Linked DNA regions of Zea mays: region 2 is linked to region 1. A link is a contact called in public Hi-C data. All regions are on one chromosome and are shown on one strand. The core of a region is the stretch at or near the end of the contact, and the rest is flanking DNA. Distances in the headings are between cores, read along the strand shown. Region 1 holds the start of LOC100382223. Region 2 has its middle 17 kb from the start of LOC100281837.

What was found. Hi-C and Micro-C count contacts between places; a contact is called where the count stands out from the background.
Region 2: a Hi-C map of endosperm shows a contact between it and region 1, with 2.5 times the contacts expected there. The contact joins the enhancer-like site here to the promoter of LOC100382223 in region 1. A contact is called at or near these places in 2 of 25 Hi-C or Micro-C datasets (endosperm and leaf).

The regions. Positions count from the first base shown.
Region 1 is chr9:112,740,885-112,744,087 of Zm-B73-REFERENCE-NAM-5.0, reverse strand. It overlaps LOC100382223, which reads right to left and starts at 1,583. Exons shown (of 1, transcript NM_001174979.1): 1 at 1-1,583. The coding sequence starts at 1,462. The coding sequence ends at 305.
Region 2 is chr9:112,866,783-112,870,240 of Zm-B73-REFERENCE-NAM-5.0, reverse strand. No RefSeq gene overlaps it. Among protein-coding and RNA genes, the nearest start is that of LOC100281837, 17 kb to the left of the region's middle. Within about 2 kb of position 1,365, at least 19 of the 20 cell types and tissues checked have an H3K27ac peak or open chromatin away from gene starts, as enhancers often do. A contact at or near this core is called in endosperm and leaf, where this site is marked.

The sequences.
Region 1 (3,203 bases), core at 334-2,833:
CACACTCGTCCACCAGACCACCACGTTGCGACTTGCGAGCCTGTGCAGCTGCGTTTGCGCATCTGGTTTCTTCTGGGTCATCTATATACTTCTCTCCTAGCAGGAACAGGAACAGCAAGCCACTCGCTCCTGCCGGCGAGACGATGGAGCGGGAGCCGTCGCGTTCCACTGACATGTGGGCTAGGTATGCGCTTCGCCGGCGACGTGATGCGGCACGGGGCTGGTGGACCCCTGTGGGTGCGCCGACTGGTACCGAACCATCGGTTTGCGGACGTTCTACCCGAAGGCGGGGTCCGGCGGCGCCTCAAGCGTATAGGACCTGCGCGTTGCAGGGCGCCATCCCGGCGAACTCGGCGGAGCCCTTGACCACCTCCCACTCCACCACTTCGTCCTCGACGCCGGGTACCGCGGCGGCGGCGGATGCGGCGGCAGAAACCGTGCCCACGGCGACGTCGAGCCCGGCGCCGACGACGTATATCCTCCGCCTCCCGCCAGCGACCTCCCCGAGCTCGCCAGCGACCACGTGCGGCCGGCGCACCTCGGGGGGCACCCCGGTGCCGGCCACCATCCGCCACTCGTCCCGGGCCTCGTCGTACCGCTTCAGCCGCCACTCCCCGTACTCCGCCACGATATACATCCGGCCGCCGGCGACGGCGCAGGAGCCCGTCCACCCCTCCCGCATCCCGCGCGCCATCTCGCACCACGAGTCCGCGGCGGCGTCGTACACGGCGCCGCGCGGCGCGCGCTCGAACGGCCACGCCCAACCCTCCGTCACGTACAGCTTCCCGCCCGCCGCCGCCGCGTCGTACCGCGCCACGGCGGCGCCGCGGCGCGGCGCGGCCGGCGACCACCGCCCGGCCTCCGGGTCGAAGACCTCCGCCTCGCCGTCCTCCCCGGCCACCACCACCCGCCCTCCCACCTCCCCGGCCGCCATGTACCCGCGGGGCGTCCGCATCGCCGCCGCCTCCTCCCACCCGTTCCGCGCGGCGCTGTACACCGCCACGCTCGTCACGGCCTTGTCGCCGCCCTCCTCGACGCCCCCAATCACGTAGATCTGGCCGCGGCGGGGGAGCCCCACCACCGCGAACGACCCGGCCGCGGCGCCGCCGGGCACCGGCGGGAGCAGGAGCCACTTCCTCGAGAAACGGTCGAGCGCCTGGCACTGGAGGCGCCGCGACATGGGGTCAAAGGCGAGGGCGAAGAGGAAGGGCACCGACCCCGTGGCCGCGGTCCCCGCCCCCGCCGCGTGAGGGAACAGCAGTGGCTTGGCCAGGGCGTCCGTGAGGAAGCGGTTCCAGGTGGAGGAGACGGTGCGGAAGAGGCGGTGGTAGAGGAAGGGCAGGTGGAGGAGGCACTTCTCGGCCACCTCCTCCGGCAGGCCCGGGATGAGCTCCATGACCTCCTCCCCCTCCCCGTCACCGGCGTCCAGCACCTGCTGCTTGCTCATGGACGAGAAGCTCATGGTGGCCGGGCCGAGCGGCGCGATTCTTCGGTCGAATTTGATGCGATTCGCTTCACCCCGCTGTGGGTGTGGGGGAGCTCTGTGGTTCGGCTTGGTGATGAGGAATGGAACCTGAAGCGGGGTGGGCACGAATTTATAGAGGTGAGTGGACTCTGGGCAAGTGCCAAGTCGTGCGGCTTTTCTCAGCTGGCGTCCTCCACTCCTCCCCTCCTGCCAAGGGCAACTACAGCTACAGCCCTTTCCAACCCACAGTCGTTCTTCTGTCTTCTCCCGAATGAGAGCCCATGGTGGCAGGCTGGCAGCGCCGGAGCCCGTTCTTCATCGTCCCGAACTTGGCACGCAGCAATAAGGCTTCGCCTCTCCATGGAATGCCTACAGCGTTTTCTACTTTAAACTACACTACGTAAATAAGACCTCAATTTCCATCGCCGACGGTGTCACCATGGTGGCCATATCGTCCCCAGGATGTGGCGTCCCCGTGTTCGGTTGCCTTGAAGGTTCCAAGTCGGAAACGGTTCCAGACCAGAAAACAGTGAACCACTCAATCCAGTCCAGAATTTGACACCACAAAAGTGCCATTGATCCGCCCCTCATCGTGTTGCAATGGTGCTGGATGTTGGATGCTTTGACCAACAAAAGTGGGCGGTGCACGATCGGAAAGAATGGTCTTTGTGCTTGTGCATCCATGCAGGAGTACTACTGCACAGGGTGAATGTGGCCAGGAACAGCCACAGGAACTTGAGGAAAGAATGGTCTTTGTGGCAATTATTTTGAAACGAAGGCGAAGTAATACCCCTCACTGCAACCGGGAATCGGTTCGGGCTCGTCGTGCTTTGGTTCAAGTGTTACAACATGCCACGGCCGCGTGGCCGGATTTCGAAACGATTGCCGTGAAGCTCGGTCCATCCGGTTCTTGTTGGATTGGATCTGGCCAGCGGCCGGCTCCGGTGATTCTTCGAGCTTGTTTGGCCGTACGCGTACGAGTTTTCCGCCACCCAGGCACGGACCCAAGGACGCGGCAGCTACTGCGCTGCCCGCGATCACGACGAGTCGACGACCGACGCGACGGCAGCAACTTGGCTCCTGGCCCGAGGAGGCCAGGACAGGAGGAGGAGGGCCGCTTGTGGGCCCGGCGAGAGGTGCATGTACTAGTACTGTACAGCCGTGATGGACAGCAGTCCAGTGGGCCTGGTGGGCGCGGACGGGCGTGTCCGCAAAGGAAAGGAAAGCTAGTACGTAGCTACGAGAATGTGCGGCGTGCGTGGGGCCCATTTGTCCTGGCCGAGAAGTTTCCAATTTATTTCCTCTCATCACTCCCATATATGCCATTTTCTGGTTTTTTTTAATTTCTCTCTAATAACTTTTATAGTTTCGTAGAAGTATGTCTATTTTTATTTATTTATTTATTTATTTATTTACACACTGACACTGCTACACGCTGCCGTGCTCTGTCTCCGTGGGTTTCGGATGAAAGAGGAGAGATGGCGCTGCGTCGGTGCGTGTGCGTGAGAGTTTGGGCTCTGCACGCGCAGGCCGTCCGAGGCACCGACCTCTCCGGTACCGATGCGCTCTCGACACGAGCCTGGAGACTCGTGCTGCTCGTTTTCCCTGTGTCGGTGCGGACCGTACTGCGACCACCGTCTTTTCCTCCGACAACAGCCACCCGAGATTAGTCTCCAACAAACCTGATATCGAAATGGATGGAAACCTTGTGCATTTTTTTTTTGTAACGATTCCATCT
Region 2 (3,458 bases), core at 116-2,615, 130 kb before region 1:
TATTATTATTATTATTATTATTATTATTATTATTATTATTATTATTATTATTATTATTATTATTAGTGCAGATGGATTGAGCAGACAAATTTCAAAATTGATAACTATAGATGTTTCCTTGTACATTATCTAACGTCAACCTCACAAAGATCTTCTCAATAGGAAAGGAAAACAACAGGTTATGTCGTATGCCCGTCATGATGTTTACTCTCTTCTTCCTATAATGCAATGCATTCGACGATAGATTATTATAATACGATTTAAAAGAAAACTCAAATAAATGACGGCAAATACTATTGAACTTAATTAACGAATTTCTCCTTAACATACGATTTTATTTTTAATAAATGTTGCTAAAATCTCTGTATACCCACCATACTATACCACATGTTTATTAAATTTTTGTAGAGATTTTAATAATGCGTTGTATTTTAGGTCAATTATATCCACCGTGTCATGTCCTTTAACTGCATGTTGTGCTTATCGAATTCACACGCCCTTTTGCTTCTTGGAAGATTCAGAAAGGGGTCATTTTTCAACTGCATGTCTGCATCTTACACACTTTGAACGGTAGGACATATTTCCATTAGTCACCGTCGCAGAACTATAGGATGTCATAAAATCTTGCACCACACTTTTTGTGATTTCAGTCATATATGTAGCTATATCCCGATGCAATACATTTCTCAATAGACATTGTGCACCTCCTATTCCCAAAAAAAAACTAGTATAGCTTGTTCGCTTAATTTTAATTTATACCACTTTATACTGTTTGTACACTGTTTTTGTCGGAAGCTACCATATACAGAGTAATATTGAAATGGTAGAAGACCACTCCAGTGGCAGTGATGGTACGATCGAAGTCAGTATTATTTAAAACAAATTTGACAATACCATATTTGTCACGAAGCACACTCGCTCCCTGTTGGAAATGGGAATTTTTCATGCCAAGAGCCAATGGTACCGCAAGTAACGAGTTCCTAGGAGAATCAGTACGTATATAGTAGCATTTCGCTAGAAATGGACAAAGCTTTCCTTTCAGGTCTGGAAATTTGGGTTTTGGATTTGCTGCGACAGGATAGAGATGGGCAGTCTGGTAATTTAGCGTGAAGAGCGGGCGACTCGGCAGCGTTGAGTCACAGGGTCCGTCCGGCCCCGGGAATCTTGACCCACCGCACGCCTGAGCCCTGACGCGGACGCGTCGGCTCGCGACACCCGGTGGAGGGGCAGAAGCGTCATTACGCGCGGGTGCCGCTGACGAACCGGATGCCGTCATTTCGTAAAGCTGGCGATCCCGTGCGGTGGCTCCCCATGTGGCCGTGTTGCCAGCTTGAAGGGGTCAACGGGAGGGTCAGGACATTGTCCTTTGGCATGGTGGTCTACTAGTGTTCTGTGCGTACCGGATCAGGGCTGTGGGGTCGGGGCAACACCAACTCGATGGGAAGGCGATTGGTTCCGCGGGGCAACGTCTCGTGCGGGCCCACCTCCCCGTGCTGTGAAGCTTTCTTCACGTGATCGCCGCATTTAGCGAAAACGTAATGGATTTTCCGACGCTTCGCCATCGGAATTTTCCAGAAGATTTTGCTTGCGCCTCCGGCAATCCATGAGCCTCCCTCCTTCTCGCTCATTGCACAAAAAGACGTTGCAGTTTTTTTTCCCTTTTCTTTTCCATATGTTTCCGCTCGGGCTTTTCGCAGCAGCATGATTGGGCGAAAAACCATCATTGGCTAGCGCCAGTTGCTGACAACAATGAGTGCTTACATGTCTCTTGCTGATATAGTTGTATCCATTCAAAGTTTCATGCATGCACAATCAGGTGCTAGTAGTTTGATCAGGAACCCACGAAGATTGTCCCTCGGACGTTTATGAAGAGCAAAGAGCAAGAGAAAGAAGACGAAGATCACATCAACAGCAAAAAGGAGAAGCACAAGTTTTTTTAAGTTTTATTCATGATCAACGAGCAGTCTTTTGTAAGTTTCATGCATGATCAGATGCCAACAGTTTGATCAGGAATCCACAAATAAGTTTTGTGACCATCGTAAAATCCAGCCAGCCAGTGACGAAGCTAGAGTAAATCAGAAGAGGGTACTCATGTCTCGAGGATGCATAATAACAATTTGTAGGTGTTATATATATATAGTAAAAGTTTAGCCTAAATCACTAGTTTTATAAATTTCTGGGGGCGCATATGCACACACTACTTCCTAAGTAGTTTAGCCCCTGCAGCCATCATTAACTCTTTCCTAAGCTCCCTCTAACATAGCATAACAATGCTCCGATAAAAGCAGCACTGGTCCCCGGCTCTTCCAAGGCATGCCCTAACAAAAATTTACATATTTTATATTTTATTTTATTAAGAATATCATAGTAGATTTGTGATGATACACATATATTTAGATAGATACATGCCAAATAGTACTACTTACAATAATAACACACATATACATAAAAATTATATTGATCGTAGCAGAAACTGTACTGAAGTCAATAACTTTAGAGAAGGAAAGGGACCCATGCAAGTAGCTCCATTCACGCGAGTCCACAACATGTGCTGGTGAAAGTAGGCAAGTAGCATACTATAGTCGATGTAGGTAGTTGTTCGCAGTGTTATCCCTTAGACGTCCATCGAGAGGAAGAGAAAGAAAACAATCCTCCAATCAATGACAAAAAGGAGATTACCAGCGAGCAGTCGTGGCAACACTTCCCAAAAACTTGATAACCTGCACACCCTAGCAGATGTCGTAGATACAGATAGCAATTCTAAGGCTTGCCTCCCAACGCTCCGAGTGCACATAAGATCGGTGCAAGAAGGCTCAAATGCAAGTCGATTGAGAAGAGAGGTGATTCTCGTATGTGTTCATGTGAGGCTCCTACGGAGGAAAGATAAGTAATAGCAAGAGTTCCAAGAAGATGGAGTATTCACCGTAAAATATGCTTATTACCTTATACATTGTAGGTCCACTACACCCCCAATCAACTAGTTATTTACTCTCCATCATTAGCTGACATAAGTGGCAAAACAAGCCCATCCCACTTGGCACGACACTGCTTAGCGATAGAGACAGCATACGCGCTCGTGTGGCATGTCCTCAGCCTCTCCCAACTTCTCAATAGGTGTACATGTAGTTTGCCTATTTAAGTTGACTAAACAAATCACCTTCGAGATTAAAACTATAATGCACCATAACTTTTGTTGTTCCTTGCTCTCGGATGCTATACACCAAGAACAAAGCAACACAATTGTTAACGATTAAATACCTTCGTCCTTTGAAGCATTATTTCCCCTAGTATATAATGTTCTTTAGACGAAGGTCAAGAAGGGCATACCTTTATCATTTCAGTGAGTAAAGATACAAATAAAGACATATGAAACATGAGAAGAACATAAACAATCATCTCAAGTCATTAAATTACTTATATTCTTATTCTTATAAACACGAATAAATATCAATGATATT